7 separate regions of the Mus musculus genome follow, and all the other regions are linked to region 4. The links are chromatin contacts, called in public promoter capture Hi-C maps. All regions are on one chromosome and are shown on one strand. Each heading gives the region's core, a stretch centred on a gene start, on an enhancer-like site or on the middle of the called end of the contact. The rest is flanking DNA. Distances are from core to core; before and after follow the strand shown. Region 1 holds the start of Rpa3 (replication protein A3). Region 2 holds the start of A430035B10Rik (RIKEN cDNA A430035B10 gene). Region 3 holds the start of Mios (meiosis regulator for oocyte development). Region 4 holds the start of Sdhaf3 (succinate dehydrogenase complex assembly factor 3). Region 5 holds the start of Pon2 (paraoxonase 2). Region 6 holds the start of Pdk4 (pyruvate dehydrogenase kinase, isoenzyme 4). Region 7 holds the start of Ica1 (islet cell autoantigen 1).

Region 1 (2,700 bases), core at 105-2,604, 1.3 Mb before region 4:
ACACTAAGGAGAGCTAACAATCGTTTAAATAGGGGAGATTGGATTTCACTCTTAAATAGATGGAACCAGATCTTTGTATTTTATTACTTAAGGCAGCAACAGCAGGCTACATTGGAACTGAATTATTGGAACTGAGTTATTAGCCCTGAATTTGAAGGTTAATAAGTCTTTGGCTTTAGAAAAATCCAGACACTGTTCCACATAATTATGAGACGCAATTAAAATTATGTTTTAATTTCTGCAACCTCTTTTGAAGGTATTTTTATGTGCGTTCATTTTGAAATTTCTCAGTACCAATCCCTTGCTGGTGAAATTACTAAAATCAACAGCCACCAGCATCCAGTCATTTTCTGAACCAGAAACACATCCGACAATTTTCTTCAAATCTTGGAATAAACTGTCTTTCAGACAGCCAGCTCTGAGTACTTCGGGGAACTAGATATAGTATTACAACCCAAAATTAGAGTTATCTAGCACCTTACAAAGCAGTCAACCCCTCATTTGCAGAAAGAGAAAATGTGACGCCAGTGGAGGAGCACTAGCTTGGGTCCAACAGCTGGTGAAGCCTGTCATCTCTAGTCCTTCCCGGGGGTCCTCCTCTACCGGAGCCCCAATGCACGCCAGCACCCAGGAGGTGAGGAAATGGACACCTCCACACCGCCAAGGCTAGCAAAAGGTCCAAGGTAAAGAGAGGGGCAGCACCTCTTGCTGCCAGTGGGTAAAGCAGGCAGGTCCGTTACACAACGTCTCCTAGCAACAACCTCCTGAGGGAGGGGTAAAGACTGACGATGGTTCTCTACAGGTAGAACTGGCTCAAAAATAAAAACCCCAAACCCCAGGTTAGGCACGCACCCGCGCCACCCGCGCAAAAGCTGGCAACTGTCAGTGCCCGCACCGCGGCATTCCGGGACCAGGAGCCCGACTCCGCCCACCACCCCGACGGTTCAGCCCTCGGGAGGAGAGAGGCGCGGAGATCCAGACACCTCCCGCAAGAAAGCTACCTGAGACTCCGCCGCAGCCCGCAGCTCGCCACCCACCACGGTCCTTCAGCTTACTTCCGGGGTCAAGTCGACGTTCGGCCGCTCCAGATCCCGGGTCCCAGGCCTCAGCCCCCGCCCCTCTAAGTCCCGCCTCCACTGCCCGCCGGGTTTCGGCCCCAGTGACTTCCGGAACGCCGCGCGTCACTAGGCAGTCTACCAGTACTTCCGGAAGCCTTGAGCCCCTCCGCCAGCCCGGTGCGAGCGAACCAGATGCTCCCGTGGATTTGATTGGTGGGTCTGGAGCGTACGTCTCCTCTGATTGGTGTTCGGGAAATCTGCCCGGGTTGGCGCGGCCGCCCGCTGGGCGTCAATCATTTTCTGCTTTCCTGCGGGTTGCGAGTGTTGGCGGCAGAATCATGGAGGACATAATGCAGCTCCCCAAAGCGCGCGTCAACGCCAGCATGTTACCACAGTATATCGACCGGCCCGTGTGCTTCGTGGGGAAGCTGGAAAAGGTGCATGCGGGTTCGGGCGAGAGGACGGGACCACGGCCACTCGGGAAGGACTGCGGGGTCGGGAGCTGAGGCTGGGAGCAGGTCACCTTTAAGCAGCATTGCCCTCCAGCTTGCTGTAGTTTTCACAAGAAGAGCTTGTGGAAACTGCTAAGCCATTGCAGCAACATTTTGGTGCCGCTTCTTTTATGTCCCCAAAACTGTTTGGAATGACCTTTTAGATCCAAGCGCTCCGCGCCCCCTTTCTTTATTTACCAGGAAGGTATTTACAAACCTGGCTCCTCTGTCTGTTGTTCGAGTTTTTGTTTTAGCCAGACTTAGCTTCTTGCTTCCCTGTCTTTTGCAGCCGTCTCTATTTATGGGCCTAGTTTTTCTACTTTGCAGTCGTCTCCCTATGAAACATTTCTTGATAGCCCCTCCCATATTCTATAGATACCTTGTATCTAGCCCAGTCTTAGATTGCAGCCTCGTCCTTCCTATAGGTAAAAATTAAGCCCAAAGGCCCAGAAATTGAGAGTGCCGAGGGAAAGAAAATCCTCTGTAAGGACTTACCTGCTAGGTCATTTCATTCACACATTTTCTAAGGGAAAAGAATTTCTAACTAAACAGGTAGGCTGACTGAGCTGCTCAAACCTCACATCGAGTGGCAGAGCTCAGTTTCAAGGGAAGTCTTCCTCAGATCTGGCAACCAGTTCTTTTAGATCATCGTTCTTAATTTTAAAAGAAAGTATTCTGAGCCGGGCGGTGGTGGCGCACGCCTTTAATCCCAGCACTCGGGAGGCAGAGGCAGGTGAATTTCTGAGTTCGAGCCCAGCCTGGTCTACAGAGTGAGTTCCAGGACAGCCAGGGCTATACTGAGAAACCCTGTCTCGAAAACAAACAAACAAACAACCCCTCAAAAAGAAGGTATTCTGTGAGATGTACTAAATCAAGAATGTTGGCAGAATTTCATTAGACAGTGAAAGCCTCGTTTAGTTTTAGTGTACCAAGTGTCTTTTGCAAATAAAAGAAACCACACAAAACACTAAGCAAATATTTGTTGTTTATTAGAAATTCAAAATTAACTGGGCTTACAATCATCTGATCAGGTAATAAGATTATAACTTGAACCAAATAAACTGTCCAAAACCCCTATTACTTTATATTCAACCAAATGAAACTTCAGGGAATCTTTTAAATATTCATTTCTGTAGATTCTGTTTTCTAAA
Region 2 (2,700 bases), core at 108-2,607, 1.6 Mb before region 4:
GGGTCGGATAAAAGTTGATTTCCAGGTCGCTCCTCCAAGCCCTGCAGCGACCTCAGGGTGGGGGGTGAGATTCCCAAAGCCACTTTCACACCTTCGGTAATGCACTAGCAAACAGAAGCCCGGAGAGGCTGAAGTTTTCCACGCAGGGCACCGTCGGGGAGACGCAGCCCGGGAGGACGGGAGGGTTGGGCTCGCTACCTCTGCACACGGGCGAGCCGGGACTCCGTCTCTCAGGTGAGCTGCTCCTCCGCCGGCTCTCGGGGGACCGTCTCGGGCGGCCCTTGGCGCGAGGCGCCTGCTCGGCTGGGGCAGCGGCCGGCGGTGGAGTCGGGCTGGACGGGCTGGGGCCGCGGGCCCCTCCGGGCCCGGAGAGACTGCCGAGCGCGGCGGCGGCGGTGGCGGCGGCGGCGGCCGGGCGCGTGGGGCTGTGCTGGCTGCCCCGCAGGAGCTGGTAGGGCACCGTGGCGCGGATGGGCTGCAGCAGCCGACCGGCTCCCGCAGCCGGTGCGCAGCTCCCGGCCGGCCCCGTCCCGCTCCCGGCAGCGGCGGGCGGGGAGCCCGCGGTGCTGCGCCGCATCCTCTGCGGCGCGGAGTGAGGGGTCTGAGAGGAACTGGAGGACGCAGTGGACATGGTGGCTCCGCGGGCGGGCGGGCGGGCGGGCGCGCGAGCGAGCGTGTGGGAGCCGGCGCCGCGGTGCGTGCGATGTGTACGGGGGAGGGGCGGGGAGGGGCGGAGCCGCGGGGCTCCCCTTCCGACGCGCACCCCGCCGCCGAGGGGGAGGGGACGCCGCGACGGCCAACGTCCAACGGCTCAACCGCCCCGCGGCGCTCTGCGGGGCGCTCACGGCAGAGCCCGCGTCGAGCCCATGGCCGCCGCCGCCGCCGCCCCGGGCATCGCGCTGACAGGGCACTCGCCCGCTTCCCGCGGCTGCTCAGCCCTCGCGGGGGGTCGCCCGCGCGACACGACTCGGCGACCACGGGCAGCGCCGGGACTTTAGCCTCGGAGGAGAGAAAGGGGCCTCGAGGCGCCTCGCGCTGCGCGTAACCCGCGCCACCGCAAACGCCGCCGCCGCTGCCGCCGCCACCTCGACCCGCTTCTCACTCGGAATGGCAACTAATCCTGTGTCGGCGCCCCGCCTCCGGCCCCGCCTCTGGGCGTTCCGGACCCGGCTCCTGCGGCTGCGAGCGCTGTGATTGGCAGCGCCACCCTACTCCGGGATGCCAAGGAATGGTTGTATTGTCGGAGTGAGAGGAGACTCGGCCAATTACAGTACCACGTTTCCGCTCTGGGGGCGGAGCATGGAAGTGGATGAGAGAGGCGGGCCTCGCGCGGAGGGAGGGACTTAAGAGTTGACAGGCTTTGAGGTGAGGGTCAGGTTAGAAAAGTGGGTCCATACGTGCCCTGCGCGGACTCCGACGCCCAAAGACACGCGCGCGCTGCGATAAGCAAGTTACAAGGATTCCACCCTCCAGTGCTCTCTACAACCTGGGGCTGAGGACGCTGAAGCCAAACTAATTTTGCAAATACACCTGCATCCGGTGAGATGTTTTAGTTAAAGCTGAGTGAAGGATCCTTAACCCTTTTAATCTTAGAAATGTCTTTAAGTGTCCTAGTCGCCTTGTGAATCAAAACAACTTCAGGATTAGTGTATGGATGCTACATTGAACAAAATGCACCTGCCATTACAACCTGTTTGTCGTTACAGGGTAGGGTGGAGAACATCACATTCTGAATTGTACACGTCAACAAGAAAATTTACAGCATCGCATCATCAGATTTATTAATGGAGAGCACCTAGTTTACTACCCCGGAGCTGATGGTCTCTTGGGAGAAAGACCAGGCATAATGTAACAATTCATTGTGGTCATTTCCTCTGTGTGATGGCACTGGGGGTTATTCTTCTGCAAGGAAAATGAGAAGTACGAAGATTTTAGATGGGCATAAGAAAGTATATAAAACCCTAATCAGGAATAGTTAAAGCTCTACATCAGATACCTCCTATTAATTCACATGAGATAAACAAAAACATAAGATTTTACAAAATAAAGAAGTGGCGTGTCAGATTGGCGTCTGCCTGGTGTCTGCCCACACTGGCAAGCTTCCTGATTCCAGGCACTAAATGATCAGTTTCACTCAGAGGAGCCACCTTTCTCTGCTTCCCTGTGTGGTCAGACAGAAATTAAATGAAATTAAATGAAAATTTTTAAAAAAATAAGAAAAAATAAGAAGCACAGTAAATTGTTGTTTAGAAAAAATATTGATGATGCCTAATCAAAATACAAAAAATAGCATCTAGTACTATATCCTACTATATTAGTCATAGTTCTATGCTTTATCACATATAAAAATAATAGCTAATGTTTACTAAACATTCACCACGTGCTAGCCACTGTTCTAAGGACATTATTATGTGTTAACTCATTCGTTCTTCACATAATCCACAAGGTATGTGCTGTTATTATCCTCCCTGCTTTATCTGGGGCACAAAGACACTAATTGTCTTGTCTGAGATCACTCAGCTAAGTGGAAGCTGAGGCCAGAGGGACCCAGGCAGGCGTCTGAAGAAGCCCTGTGCCCTTAGTACCTCCAAGCAGAAGATGCGTGTTCTGATTAAGAGACTTTATGGTAGCTCACAGATGTCCAAACGAGCTTTTAGACATGACTAGCAGCTCCCTTTTCTTACTTTCTAGAACAAATTA
Region 3 (2,700 bases), core at 86-2,585, 1.3 Mb before region 4:
CAGTAAGGGCTCAGAAAGTCTTTCATGCACTTATTAGTTTAGACGATTACAAGTCCCTTATGACTTGGGTAACATCTAAGTAATTTCCACCACACAAAGTTCTAACACCAACTCATCACAGTTGAGTTCTCTGCTTCATACAGATGTTGTTGTCCCTATTTAGTTCTTTCAACCAGTCCTGGAAGTGAATGCTTTCAGATGCTGGAGACAACTGCCAAATCCATGGAGGGGCTAAGAGATGGCAATAATTTAGGTCCTCACCTTCAAATTTAGTCAGTGTTCATTTCCCTTCAATGGTTCCCCACAAGTCACCACCAGAACATGGGTAACACTATCCAAAAGAAATTTAGTGAACCACCACTTATAATTCTCTAGCGGGCACATTTCAGAAGTAGCAAACGAAATTTAGAATATCTTTTAATTTAACCTATCAAATAAGAAATAATTTAAAATATACAACACTGTAAAAAATACGAAAGTTTTTATATTTTTATTAAATCTTGGGAATCCAGTCTATACACTTACAAAGCATCTTAACCCCACGTGGCAACTGGGCACACATTCAAAACACTGTCATAACGCAAAACATACAATTATATGGTCTGTCGTCTTTCTTTCCGCGCTAAGTAAACGATAGCAGTTTCAGGAAATTTGGAGTACTACCATCTCCACAAGACATTGCGCATCTATATTTTCGTTAAACTATAGTTATTCAAAAAAGCCAACAAGAGCAGTCGTTTGCTGAGCCATTCCTCTCAAGGAATTTGCATTATTCGTGTCGGTAGGGAACAGAGCTCACGGGGGTGACAGGCCCTTTAACAAGGATTTGATTGGGTACAACTGGAACTCATCGTGTTGTTATTCCGGGTAAACCAGGAATCTGATCGTGACTCCCACGGTCCAGACACCTGGCTGAGCCGCTGGGCGGCGGGGGACGCGGCTCCGCACTCCCGGCGCGGCCGCACGGAGGACGGTCGCCACGCGGCCGCGGGACGCCCCAAGGCTCCACACGAGGCCCGCCAGCAGCCCGGTGCCGTGACCATCGCACTGATCGAGCGGAACGCCACCCGCCGGCGAGGCTCTGAGGAAGCGGCCGCGGCTGCCACCCCGGGCCTCACGCAGACACCCGCTCCGGGCCGCACTCACTGACCTGAGGAGGTGGCCTGTCGCCACACAGACGTTTCCGGCCTGTACGCCGCCCCTCCCGCCGCGGGAGACGGGCGCGGGCAAGATGGCCGCCGAAGCACGGGCGGTGACCCGGGCCACCCGCTGGGCCCCCGACCAAACCACCCTGCCGCCTCCGAAGCAGACCTCCTCGCCGCGAGCCCCGCCTTCCCCTCGCCCGGCACCGCCCCGGGGCGGGGCCGCCGCGCGGAGACCCCGCCTTCCTCCCGAGCGCTCCGCGCTTGAGTTGAGCCCCTTCCGTCGCCCTCTTGTGGGCAGGGCCACAACCTAGAGTCCCCGCCTCCCTCTCGAGCGCTCCGCCCAGTGTGGGCCCTGCCCCGGGACCCCTCTCCAGCAAGCCAGCCATTCTTTAACCCTGCTCTCATGGAATTTGATTATTTCTCTGAAGCCAGCTACCATGGTCGTGGTGGTACACACATTTTAGCATATGTGAGACATTTTAATTTCCACTGAACAGAGAGGATGGGCGATTTCGTAAAAACTTAAGGATTTGGGGCTCATAATTCGATTTCAGTTATTCCAAAAAGAGGTCATGAATGCCTTGTTGAGTCACACCGTGTTGGGATATAGGAATGAGAAAAAAAAAAAAAAAAAAAAAAAAGACCCTTGTAGGAAACAGGACAAAAGAGTGATGGCTTTTTTAAGCTACCTGGGAGAGCACCTCCCTCAGGTTGGGTGGGGCATCAGAAGAACTTCCTTGAGGATCACTAGACTAAGAAAGACAAACATGGATTGGTCACAGAAAAGTTAAAGACGGAAACAACTGGAAGAGAAAGGCCTTCTAGAACTGAATACTGTGTCAGGAAACAGGATACAGCAATGGGAAAGCAAGTCTCTCATTTACCTGTGAGTTTGCTTATGAAGTCTCAGTAACCACTGACCAGTCAAAGCCTGAAAATATTAGGTGAACGATTCGAATTAAAGAACACCTAAATTTGAATTTTAGAATGTTATGAAATCTTTCTGAGTCCTGTTCAGTCCGATCCTGAACATCATTCAACTACCCATAGTCACAGTGTACCCAAGCTGCAATCTGGGCCATCAGATCTGTCTGTCAGTGCTCACCTTCAAGTGACCCTTACCAAGTAGCAGCATACTACAATACATCACAATACATCAATCACTCCATTTTGTCTTAACATGTAGGTATTGACAAATCATGCTTATAAGCATGAGAGAGAGAGAGAGAGAGAGAGAGAGAGAGAGAGAGAGAGAGAGAGAGAGATTCACATATGATTTATTATAGTGCTGTTGGCCCTCCAGATCCTCTAGCTCTGCCTGTGCAGGTTCAACCACCACAGATCAAAATGTTTTTAAAATTGGGTATGGTAGTGTTCGTCTATAATATCAACACTCCCGAGGTTGAAGCAGAAGGATCAAAGAATTAAAAGATAGACTCAACAATATACTGAGTTTGAGCTAGGCTAGCTACATGAAAATAACTTTCTCTTATGTCTGTCTGTCTTTCCATACATATGTGTGTGTGTATATATATATATATATATATATATATAT
Region 4 (2,700 bases), core at 77-2,576:
CTCCTGGCAACCAAATTATATCTAATAAACCAAGACTTTTAAGAAAGTTATACATTTCATTATTATAAAGTTCTCTCTTCAATAATTCTACAATCAAGAATTATAGAATTCAATGAAAATGCTTTTCCCTAGCCTAATCTTTATGTTGTTTTAAAGGTAAATATCACTTCAGCCACTATCAGCATGAAAAATCTTTTTTACTTTACCAGAGCAGTTTCTTTAAAATACCTAGATGCACTCTAGAAATGCCCAACTCCTTTCACCTCCTGATATTTTCAAGATGGGAGGAGATCCTGCAAGACTCTTCAGCATCATGCAATACTCTTTCTCCCCCTTCATTCTTAAGAGAAAAAAAAAAAAAAAAAAGGTATTAGGGTCGTGGAGATGGCTCACTGAGAAAGGTGTCTGCTGCCAAGCTGTGCAGCCCGCGGTTTGATCCCCAGGAGCCATGTGGTGGAAGGAGAGACCATTCCCTTGGGTTAGCCTCTGACCTCCAGCACACACACACACACACACACACACCCGTATACACACAAATAAATAAATATGTACCTAAAATAAATAATAAGAAAGAAAAGAGAAAAGTCAAACACTGAATCCAAACGCGTGCCCCCGCCAGCATTACCCCTTTAACAAATTGCAATCCTTAGGTCTTTTCTAGGTTATATAATTTATCTGTCAAGTGGAAAGCTTACTAAGGCCCTACAATTACAAATTAACAAATGATCGAAATGATCTAATTCTGGCAGCTAAGTAATGACATCATGTTAATTACACGGCTGTCACCTAAACAGCCTAAAGGCAACGCAAAGGACAAACGCCGACGAACTTTTGGAGCACTAAACAGTCAGGAGTGCAGTAACGTCTGAGACACGCCACCCTTCTCTCTCCAGCACCTGGCACCCTCAGCACTCTCAGAAAGTTCTTCTGAATGCGGGGGAAACTGCTCAAGCACAGAGCCTGTGCGGGAAGCTGGGGGATTCGCGACGGAGCTTGAAAGAAGTGCTGTTTGACCACTTTAGTCTGTCTATTCCAGACGCCCTGTTTGGCCGTGCACGGACCCTGGGAAGCAGCTAGGAAGGTGGGGTCTGAACTGAAAACCCAAGGTCCGGGACGAGGGGGCGGGGAGGGGGCGTCACTTGCCTCCCATTCCTTCAAGAATCGCTGGGCCTCGCCAGGACCAACAGTCTTATGTCTCCTAAATTCGTCCTTCACGTACTGGTCACCCAGGGCTTTGAGGTCCGGGGGCAGAGCCCGATGTAGCAGCAAGATTCGCCTATATAAAGCCCGGACTCTCGAGACATGCTTCCCCGGCATCGCGCCGCGCCTGCGCAGAAGGTGGGCGTAGCTCCGCCCCCGCTAGGAAGTCGCCTATGGGTGAACCCCAAAGCGGGCGGAAGAGAGCGCGCGACCTTCATCCGGTTTGGTCCGTCATAGAATCTTGTCCTTCCGGAAACCCGGATTTGGGGCGGGCGGACAGAAACGCTCTGCCAAAGGCGCGGCTGTTGAGGAGTAGTTGTAATTTCTTGAGTTTCCTAGAGAGGTGCTGCTGTGTAAGACAAAAAGTCTTGTGTGAGCGACTTGTTACCTTCAGAGTTAACTCATCTTCTCCATTTGCTAGTTTCTTCTTATTAAATATTTGAGAAAGACTTCATCGAACTGAAGTCTTCTCCAGAAAGCCTTGCGTGGTTAATCCAAAGTGTTATGGCTTCTGAAATAGTGTGGCATTCGCCGGTCCCTCGCAACAGCCCTCGTCCTTTGCAGTGCTGTACTTGGAGTTTATGCAGTAGGCATAGCTTCTTCCAGGTAGTTATCACAAGTGAGCCCTGAAGGGCAGACTTTGTTGGTCTAGGTCAAGTGCACTATGAAAGAATCTTGGGAGTTATTTTATGTGTATTTTTTTTCCAAGACCAAGATTCTGAGAATTTTTATTAAACAATGTGAGATGAAAATGTGAGACCCTGACTTAGAGCGTTTCTCCCTGGAAGATAAAGCCCCTGGATGTTTCCCAAGCTTGTTTTCCCTGATCTTTAAAAAATACAGCTAGAAAGAAGCTCTTTGTTCTCTATAGCCAGCAAAAAGCCTTTTTGTTTCTATACTGTACAACCAGAGATGCCTGCCTTCCTGTGCCAAGGACACAGAGATAAAAATTCAGAAAGAACTCACTCCCCACTCCTGCCTTGTAAATTTCACCAAGGACACCCGGAAGAGAAGAACTCTTCCCAAGTCCTCCCAACTCTCCTCCCAACTCCTCCCAAGTCTCCTCCCAACTCCTCCTAACTCCTCAGCTAGCTGTTAAAAGCTCCCTACTGTCACCGGGTCGAACTCCCCTGCCCTGCACCAGCAAAGGGACTTCATCCTCAGCTAGCTGATAATAAAACCTCTTGCAGTTTGCATCAGGTATGGTTTTCTCTCAGGACGTTGGGGTGTTGGCCAGCTCACCTGGGGACTTGCAGAGGCCCAGCATCGGGGGTCTTACAAAAACAAGAAATCTAGATGTTCACAAGTCCAAACTTGTGTAGAGGTGGGGAAAAAAAAAGTAACTATTTCAAAAGCTGATAGCTTCTTGTCCTTATTCTTTCGTTCCAATTAAATTTTAATCCTTCAGCAAATCCTAATAGCTCCACCACCAAAATCATGCAGGAATCAAACATTATTTCCATCACACCCTGTACCATAATTATCTCTTTCTACTGGATA
Region 5 (2,700 bases), core at 147-2,646, 1.7 Mb after region 4:
GCAAGAGAGCCTCAAATCTGAGGTCACCTCGAGCTGCAATAACAAAACACTGTCAGAAAAGGATGGTCCCCGGGAACTGACTGTGTAGCTTCTGCAAACATTGCAGGTGGGAATTAAGCACTGGGAACAATTAGGAACTGATTTCAAGTTATACCCAGTAGCTGTCGCAATCTCAACGAGTGCCCTCCCTCTTTATATTTTTATAAGTGTATATCAATAAGTATTAAAATGAAAAGGGAGAAAGAAGAGAAAATTGATTAGTACTCCAGTGAGTCCCGAGTTTGTGGTGTTTTAGTCTAAAATCTTTTTTTTTTTTTTTGGTTTTTTTTTTTTCGAGACAGGGTTTCTTTGTGTAGCCCTGGCTGTTCTGGAACTCACTCTGTAGACCAAGCTGGCCTCAAACTCAGAAATCCACCCGCCTCTGCCTCCCAAGTGCAGGGATTAAAGGTGTGCGTCACCACACCTGGCTATAAATCTTAATATAAAAGGATGTAATTCCAACTCTAACTTCTTATATAAGACCTGTCCAGAACCACTTTTTTCCCATCTAAAAGAAGAAAAAAAAGGAAAGGAATATTTAAAATGTCTGAACGAGAGAGATGTCTCAGCACTAAGAACACTGGCTGTATTTCCTGGTGTAGTGGGCACCCTTTTCTGACCTATGTGGATACCAGGCATGAATGTGGTGCATATACTTACATGCAAGCAAAACAACCATGCATATGAAATAAAGAACTAAGGCAAAACATATTACTCTAGGCAGGGCCTTGAGTGGCCCAAGAACTTGGCATATGGAGGTAGACAGATCAGAAGTTCCCTACCAGCCTGGACCACATGAGACCTTATGTTCAAAACAATAAGAACATTTAAAAGTACAATTTTAATAGATTTCATATATATATATAATATACTTTCTGTGTTGTTTAATAATTACTATCTAAATATATTTTATATTTAAATATAGAAATGTTATACACACGTATGTGTAATAACAAAACTAGTGTATGACTGTAGATATGGCTCAGTACTAGCCTAATATGAACAAAGTCCTGAGTTTGTTTCCTAGCTTCTCAAAGCCAAAATTATACACAACAGAGGGGGAAAGTATCCTCAAACACCAGGCCAAAACAGCAAAAAGCAAGCCCAAACTTAACTAAATTAAGGGAACTCCGCAGAGGCCACCCTAAAGTTTTCAGGGAGCTGAGCAGGTGCAGCTGCGCGAGGATCGGAGGCTTGGCGGGGTGTTTGTGAAAGGAATCAAGTTCAGTTGGGTTCCCACGCGGGCATGTGCGGATGTGCTCCGAGGACGAGGCGCCGGGCGGAGCCTGGGCTGCAGAGCCGGCGCTCGGGGCGGGGATCGGGCGCGGCTCCGCGCTCGGGGCGGGGAGCTGGCCCAGCGTCCGGAGCTGCTCGGTCAGGCCCGAGCCAGACGGCGGGCCGGTCCCGCACCATGGGCCGGATGGTGGCTCTGAGTTTGCTGGGCATCGGGCTGGCGCTGCTGGGCGAGCGGTTCCTAGCGCTCAGGTAGGTGCTGCCGAGGGTCCCGGGTCGGGAGTCCCTAGGCTGGGACCGCCGAGCTGATTGGGGCGCTCGCGCGGCGGGTGGGAGGGGGTGAGAGGGGGGGAGGTAACTGGAGAGAGAGCTTGTTTAGTTCGGGGGGGGGGGGGGACCGGATGGAAGGAAGAACTTCGGATAGCTACCGGTGCTCCGTTTAACCGACCCAGTCCACTTCCACCAAGACCTAGACACTTTGGGAAAAAGTTTTCCAGCGCTTGCTGGTGCCGAGGTTCCTCTGCCTAGGCTGACAAGAGAGAGCTTTGCAAATTCCCCAAGGGCAAACCCAGTGCTTTAATTTGAAAACAAAACCATTACTCATGCGTGGACGCTCTAATTATACAGCTTCATTTTAGGTCACTGGTGCTGTTCTGCTCAGCCGGAACCCATCCCTCCCCAGCATTAATAGTTGGTGAAACTTCAGGGTTTCCGTCTTGGCGCTGGAGATCAAAGACGCTTGAGAGAGACAGCTACTGTTCTTACATCATTTCCTTATTTATTGACCAGAGTCCCAGAAGCAGAGCGAGCGATTGTTTGTTCTGGGTAGACATCATACTTTCAAGTTACCAATTCAAACTTTATAAACTTCTTGCAAAAGTGTTCCGGAACAGTAGTACTCAGCTCCTTATAGGGTTAAAGAGAAAAGACAGTCTTCTGTAGGCGTTCTGGGAGGCAACGTAGACTCAGATGAGGAAGGCGGGCAAGTCTGAAGGGTGTGCTTCACACTGGGCCTCTCTCTAATAGGCAAAAGGGAAGCGCCGGCACTCATTGGTTGTTTAGCAGCAAACTGCTATGAGTCTTGCATTGTACAAATAAGCCCGAAGGGCACAGCAACGGGGCCTGGATATTGGGATCTCCCGGAGTCTTGACGTCCAAGTAGCACCATGTGAAACATTCTAATTCAGTTGGTTCTGATAGGGCATCGGCCTTGGGTTTTGGGTGCTTTTCTAAATTTTAAATGAATTCTTGGTTTTGAGACGAAGTCTCACTGTGTATCCTCTGTTTTGAAGCTCAGTCTGGTCTCAAAACTCAGGATTCTTTGGTCTCCTGACTTCTGCTATTATAGGCACACGCCAGCATGACAGTCAGATTTCCTTCTCTTCTCTTCTCTTCTCTTCTCTTCTCTTCTCTTCTCTTCTCTTCTCT
Region 6 (2,700 bases), core at 18-2,517, 1.5 Mb after region 4:
GAAATCAGACATCAGTCCTGTGACTGGGTGAGCTCTCATGGGGGAAAATGCAAAGAGTGCACCCACCGTCATCTATGACTTTCATAACACCCCAGTCTCCTCATATGCAAGGGTCGAAGGCTAAGGGTGCCTTGGATAACAAACTGCCCTTGCAGTTTATTACTATTAGTAGTTCCCATTACATTGCATTTGCAACCAAGTCGTTACAGCGTCCCTAAACACTGGCTTCATTCTACAGTCCATTTAGAGTGAACGGGAGGACGAGAGAGGTTAGGATGAGAGTGTTATGACCCGCTAGCATGTTTCAACAGCAGTCATTAGGGAGGTCAATATTGGGCAGTAACAAAGTAGGGTAGGATGCACTGAGCCTCTGGGAAATGAAAGAGCCCAAATAACTAAAATATGCTACTGGTGCCTGCTAGTGACAAAGGCTGCTTTTTGGAAGGAGGGCAGCCGCAATGAAGAAAGAGCTTTTGGAGCAGACTGGGGAGTGGAGGGCGGTCAAGAGCAAACTAGAAGGCCTTAGAGAAAGAGGGGAATGACAGGGAAGGGGGACTACAGGGCCAGCCAAACCCTCAGCAAATCGCTCTTTAGTTTGCATTTAATTAACAGGTAGAAAGTGTTACAGGAGAGAAGTGAACTGGGATTTTCCACCACATTAATAATAAGCCTATTTAGGCAGTTTCTAAACTTGAGCTGTTCGCTAAGAAGAAAGTGGATAAAACTGTAGGGTGGTCCTTGCTTTCGAGGTCCAATGGCAAAGAAGCCCATACTTTAGTAAGCAGATGATTGGCTACTGTAAAAGTCCCGCTCTGAGCGAACACCAATGCACGCTCCGCGGTGAGATTCTTGGAAACAGTTTCTGGCTAGGAATGCGTGACATTGAGATGGCTCTGGAGTTGTAAACAAGGACAAGTCTGGGCGGGCCTGAAGTCCTAGCGACCTGGGATCTATCCCAAGGGGGCCCACGTCATCCCGGATGCCTGCTGTGGCTGCTCCCCCTATCCCACCCCAACCCTCCTCCCTCTCACCCTTTGCCCCTTGCAGGCCATGGAAACCGTGTCGGGATCACTGTGCCAGGCCTTTCTAGTGACCGCGGCCAAAGGGAGGAGCCCAAAGTTCTTTCTCTGAGCTGATTGGTGTGGCCCCAAGTTCAGAGTCCCAGAGCCTCCTCCTGGCTGGAGTTGTGGAGAGGGCGTGGAGGTAGATAAAAGGCAAGACATCGGGTGGTGGGAAGACCCAAGTGTCAACCCTTCACCCAGGCTCGAGCACCCGGGACCCTGGGACCACAACGCACTTGCTCCCTCTCGACCGCGCTCCTGACCCGCAGCCCTCGCCAACCCTACGGATCCTAACCACCGCCAGCCTAGGTGGGCGTCAGGATGAAGGCAGCCCGCTTCGTGATGCGCAGCGCCAGCTCGCTGAGCAGCGCCAGCCTGGTCCCCAGGGAGGTCGAGCTGTTCTCCCGCTACAGCCCGTCCCCGCTGTCCATGAAGCAGCTGCTGGACTTTGGTGAGAGGCGGGCGACGCAGGGCCCAGGAGGGTGGCGCTGAGGCTGGGGAGGCCCCAGGATGGGAAGGGCTGAGTTCAGGGCTAGGACGACTGAGGTCTCTTTGACCGAAGAACTCGGGATTCTCAAAAGGCTGTGCACCTGTTTTCCTAGTTTGGTTACTTTCTGACAGTTTGTACCAGAAAGGCTAAGTCACTTGTAACCATACTGATGCTCAACTTCGAATCTACTTTTCTCTTCTCACTGTCTAGATCATTTGAGTGTGTATATATATATATATATATATATATATATATATATATATATATATATATATATATCCTTTCAGCCACCATTTTAATAATGGACTAGAAGCTAAACTAACTCCTTTCTTCCCAATTTCCTAATAACACAAACTTACCTTAGATTGATAGATACAGATTTAAACTCATACTCCCCGCCTCCACACACACCCCGCTGATCTCTTGGCATGCCTAGCAGGCATCTTTACTATTTCTCCTTTATTGTTTTACAAGTATTTACATTACTACTACTACTACAAAAAAAAAAAAAAAAAGACAGTTACTCCTTTTCTTCCGCGGTGGCATATGGAACATTTCAAGATGTCAATGTGGTATTGTTTGTTGCTAGTCTGGAAAGGCCTCTGTCTCCTTCTACCCAGACCCTTTCAGGTTCATACTCATTAAGGGTGTGTTATTGAGTTTGTGGTACAGGCCCTGGACTCACGCATAGAAATAACTGGAGAGTGGTCTGATTTCTCCACCGTGGGCTTATTTTTTTCTTTTCATAAAGAAAATAAACAGTATTTCACCTATATTGGTCACTCTTAAAAAGTGAAAAGGGGGTGAAATTGGACAGAAAGAAAAAGGCACTAAAGATCTAGCTTTAAAGTGTCTATAAGCACTAAGCTAACTGTAGTTAAGATATTATTTTACAACATCCTTTGTATTTGCTATTTAGTCTCAAATTTTCCCCCAAACTGAACACGCTTCACCCACTACAGGTTCAGAAAATGCCTGTGAAAGAACGTCCTTTGCTTTTCTGCGGCAAGAGCTGCCCGTCCGCCTGGCCAATATCCTGAAGGAGATTGACATCCTGCCTGACCGCTTAGTGAACACTCCTTCGGTGCAGCTGGTGAAGAGCTGGTGAGGACACACGGTTTTGAAGTCTCTGGCTTTAAAAGTTACCTG
Region 7 (2,700 bases), core at 146-2,645, 1.8 Mb before region 4:
AAACAAATTAAATAAATGAATAAGACATCACTTAAGGTGTGCTCTTAAAGTCTCTGGGAGCTAGGGGGATTCTGTTCACACTGGCCAGACCCTGCTTTCATCCTGTGGGTTCTTCGATGGCAGGTACTGTCTTTGAAGGCTAAACTCAGCCTCTGTGACTGACAGGCTCTCAGACTTCTGGCCAAGGTGTCTGCCTTAGCCCTTAAATGGTTCTGTAAATCTACTTCTTTGTTCTTTCCAGAGCTTAGGTCCCAGTGAACTATGCTTCTAGGGGACACTTTCAACACATCAGACACTGGCTTTCTTATAAAAAAAAAAAAATGCATTTGCCTCAAAACCAATCTTTGATAAGTGAGTGGAATTCTTATATTTTCATGTAATTAATAAATTGCGACTGGTATGAAGACTGGTATGAGTCAAGGGAAATTTGGCCCTTCAGCGTACCTCTGATGTTAGAAGAAATTAGCATTTCTTTCTATGTTTGGACACTTTTCTTACTTTGCTTTCCTAGGGACCAAGCCCAGGGCTTTGTGCATGCTAGGTAAGTGTTCAGCCACTGAGTTATCCCTAACCATGCTTTAAACCCCACTCTCTCCTCAGGTTAAATCTTGGTTCAGACAACCCTAGGTTCAACCCTGGTTCTTCACTACTGAGCCATGCCAAGGCTATCAGATCCACCAGTCTTCCGTAGGGAACTCTGAGCTACGGTATCTTCACCCTTAAAACGGGGATAATTTTAACCACCATATTGGGCCATCAAAAAATTCAGTGTGAAGGACACAGTATTGGTTTGGCACCCAGGAAACAACCCTTTTATGTTAGCTGTGGATTTCTGGCTTGTTTGCATTATTACTAAGTAATTTTTCTTTCCACCTACTAGCTGTTCCTAGCAGTGATCATTCAACAAACTTCTCTATGACATCGAAGGAGGGGTGAGCCCAGTATCTCTATCAGTATAGACAGCATTGGGAACCATTATTTGATATCCCTCTCCTGTGATATGCAAGGTACTCCAGAAACTGAGGTTTGTGTTTTGTGACAAAGGATAAGAAGAGATGAAACACTGTCTAAAGTAAGTATAGGTGACTGATATGGCATATGGATATTAAAAAAAAGTGTGTAAATACATACCCAGCTGTTTTCTTAACACTGCCTTTTTAGCCTTTAAGCCCAAATTTGGACTCCAGATGCAAACCTACTTGTTTTGGCACTGACCTCACGAAATCTCCTGTCCATTCAAGTAACCAAACTCTATAAAGTAGCACGCACCCTTTACACAAACCGAGGAAGGAACTCTGAGGTGTTCTAGGCGTCAGCCACCTGTAGACAGGTCATTGTGACGCGAACGCTATGGACACGTGGAACACCTGCTAGGGAGCAGGGGCGGGGTCATCTCTGGCAGCAGGTCCAAACGCCAGATACCCTAGACATGGGGGTCACGGGAAAACCCCAGGGAGTAGAGAGAGGGACACTCGGTCCTCTCATCCTTGATCCGCCCCAAACCAGGTGAGACCACCGCCCTCCCCCACCAGGATCCCTGGGTCCTGCAGAGAGTGGCCGCTGTCCCCGCAGGAAGGGAGGCGGCGGGTTCTGGCGGAGGGGAGGGCGCCGGCTCGGGCCGCCGCGCTGCGCTGCGGCGCGCACCGGCTCCGCGTTGCTATTCCGGCTGGCGGCGGCCGCTGCAGGAAGGACCGCTTCCTGCGCTCCCCGCCCCTTCCCTCGCCAGTGCTGACGCTGACGTCGGCGCAGGGAGCTGGAGGGACGCTAGGATCTCCGCCGGGAGGCTCCTGGGGGCCGGAGCACCAAGGTACCTGCCCTCCAGGGCCGGGGCGGGGGCGGGCCGGGCGGGCTGCATGCTGCAGTGGGAGACGCCCGGGTGGCCGGGTGGTCGGGGGCGCCAAGCCAAGGCCGCCTCTACTGCCCTTTGCGGGCTACGGGTTCCAGGCGGGTCACCTCATCCACACACCCACCCCCCCATCGGGTGCGGGAGGAGCATCATCCTCTTCCCTCCCGCAGATCCTCCCTCGGGCCTGGATGTGTGGAGGATGCGCGCGCCCTAGGAGCGTGCGTCAGCCCCCAGGGAGCGGGAGGGAAACCAGAGAGCACCTGCGCCCATACCCAAGCCGGTGCTGGCCTACCCTTCCCTTCCTCCCAGGTCCCCTCTGGACTGGGATTTTCGTCTAGAGCTGACTTGTTGACAAGTTCACCTGCAGCGGTATCTGACGTTTACTTTTGCCGTTCCTCCTATGCTAGTCTTTGGCAGGGACTGCTAAGAGCCGATGGGTACCTTTTTTGTAATGACTGGTGCCAGGAGGCCTGTGGTTGGCCCCTGCGGGCTAGGAAGAGTCACTGAGCACGCCACGTTCTTGCAAACCCTGGCACGCGGGGTTTCTTTGGGTGCTGCGCTGCTGACTCCGCCTTTCCTGGCCCAGGCTTGATGCAGCTCCTGTTTCCTCTGAAAGTAATATCCTGTTATGCCAGTCTTTCTCCCAAGCGGCTCCCCCGTTAACCTTCACACTATCTTTTGACTTGTAGGGTTCCAAAGCCTCTGAACCACTCTTTGGAGCCTTTAACGTGCCATATCCGTGAATAACGTTTGGGGTCTTTTGGTGGGCATTAAGGTCTAGAAATGAGACTATATTCTCCATTTTTAGATAGCATTGAATCTAGCACAAGAAGGGTTTATCCATCAACCTGAGC

The links. Promoter capture Hi-C pulls out the DNA fragments that hold promoters and counts their contacts. Capture Hi-C pulls out chosen DNA fragments and counts their contacts.
Region 1: a contact with region 4 is called in a promoter capture Hi-C map of pre-B cells, with 8 times the contacts expected there. The contact joins the promoter of Rpa3 here to the promoter of Sdhaf3 in region 4. A contact is called at or near these places in 6 of 39 promoter capture datasets (the 3T3-L1 cell line, hippocampal neurons, liver and 1 more), 1 of 484 Hi-C or Micro-C datasets (CD8 T cells), 3 of 115 datasets of contacts at active chromatin or transcription factors (astrocytes, stem cell-derived neural progenitor cells and trophoblast stem cells) and 2 of 9 other capture datasets (adipose tissue and liver).
Region 2: a contact with region 4 is called in a promoter capture Hi-C map of pre-B cells, with 3 times the contacts expected there. The contact joins the promoter of A430035B10Rik here to the promoter of Sdhaf3 in region 4. A contact is called at or near these places in 2 of 39 promoter capture datasets (pre-B cells and second pharyngeal arch cranial neural crest) and 1 of 115 datasets of contacts at active chromatin or transcription factors (astrocytes).
Region 3: a promoter capture Hi-C map of pre-B cells shows a contact between it and region 4, with 2.3 times the contacts expected there. The contact joins the promoter of Mios here to the promoter of Sdhaf3 in region 4. A contact is called at or near these places in 10 of 39 promoter capture datasets (the 3T3-L1 cell line, 3T3-L1-derived adipocytes, cranial neural crest and 5 more), 3 of 115 datasets of contacts at active chromatin or transcription factors (astrocytes, microglia and stem cell-derived neural progenitor cells) and 2 of 9 other capture datasets (adipose tissue and liver).
Region 5: a contact with region 4 is called in a promoter capture Hi-C map of liver, with 2.2 times the contacts expected there. The contact joins the promoter of Pon2 here to the promoter of Sdhaf3 in region 4. A contact is called at or near these places in 1 of 39 promoter capture datasets (pre-B cells), 1 of 484 Hi-C or Micro-C datasets (CD4 T cells), 1 of 115 datasets of contacts at active chromatin or transcription factors (thymic regulatory T cells) and 2 of 9 other capture datasets (adipose tissue and liver).
Region 6: a promoter capture Hi-C map of liver shows a contact between it and region 4, with 3 times the contacts expected there. The contact joins the promoter of Pdk4 here to the promoter of Sdhaf3 in region 4. A contact is called at or near these places in 1 of 39 promoter capture datasets (liver) and 2 of 115 datasets of contacts at active chromatin or transcription factors (cardiomyocytes and embryonic stem cells).
Region 7: a promoter capture Hi-C map of pre-B cells shows a contact between it and region 4. The contact joins the promoter of Ica1 here to the promoter of Sdhaf3 in region 4. A contact is called at or near these places in 2 of 39 promoter capture datasets (the 3T3-L1 cell line and pre-B cells).

What each region holds. Positions count from the first base shown.
Region 1 is chr6:8,257,795-8,260,494 of GRCm38.p6, reverse strand. Rpa3 (replication protein A3) reads left to right here and starts at 1,354. Exons shown (of 4, transcript NM_026632.4): 1 at 1,354-1,495. The coding sequence starts at 1,397. Umad1 (UMAP1-MVP12 associated (UMA) domain containing 1) reads right to left here and starts at 1,207. Exons shown (of 4, transcript NM_001302354.1): 1 at 1,002-1,207.
Region 2 is chr6:8,507,818-8,510,517 of GRCm38.p6, reverse strand. A430035B10Rik (RIKEN cDNA A430035B10 gene) reads left to right here and starts at 1,357. Exons shown (of 2, transcript NR_040452.1): 1 at 1,357-1,539; 2 at 1,707-2,700. Glcci1 (glucocorticoid induced transcript 1) reads right to left here and starts at 918. Exons shown (of 8, transcript NM_133236.3): 1 at 199-918. The coding sequence starts at 631.
Region 3 is chr6:8,207,862-8,210,561 of GRCm38.p6, reverse strand. Mios (meiosis regulator for oocyte development) reads right to left here and starts at 1,335. Exons shown (of 12, transcript NM_145374.2): 1 at 1,151-1,335.
Region 4 is chr6:6,954,644-6,957,343 of GRCm38.p6, reverse strand. Sdhaf3 (succinate dehydrogenase complex assembly factor 3) reads right to left here and starts at 1,326. Exons shown (of 2, transcript NM_001077713.1): 1 at 1,144-1,326. The coding sequence starts at 1,317.
Region 5 is chr6:5,297,036-5,299,735 of GRCm38.p6, reverse strand. Pon2 (paraoxonase 2) reads left to right here and starts at 1,396. Exons shown (of 9, transcript NM_183308.3): 1 at 1,396-1,524. The coding sequence starts at 1,451.
Region 6 is chr6:5,494,845-5,497,544 of GRCm38.p6, reverse strand. It overlaps Pdk4 (pyruvate dehydrogenase kinase, isoenzyme 4), which reads left to right and starts at 1,267. Exons shown (of 11, transcript NM_013743.2): 1 at 1,267-1,512; 2 at 2,514-2,655. The coding sequence starts at 1,383.
Region 7 is chr6:8,777,179-8,779,878 of GRCm38.p6, reverse strand. Ica1 (islet cell autoantigen 1) reads left to right here and starts at 1,395. Exons shown (of 14, transcript NM_010492.3): 1 at 1,395-1,807.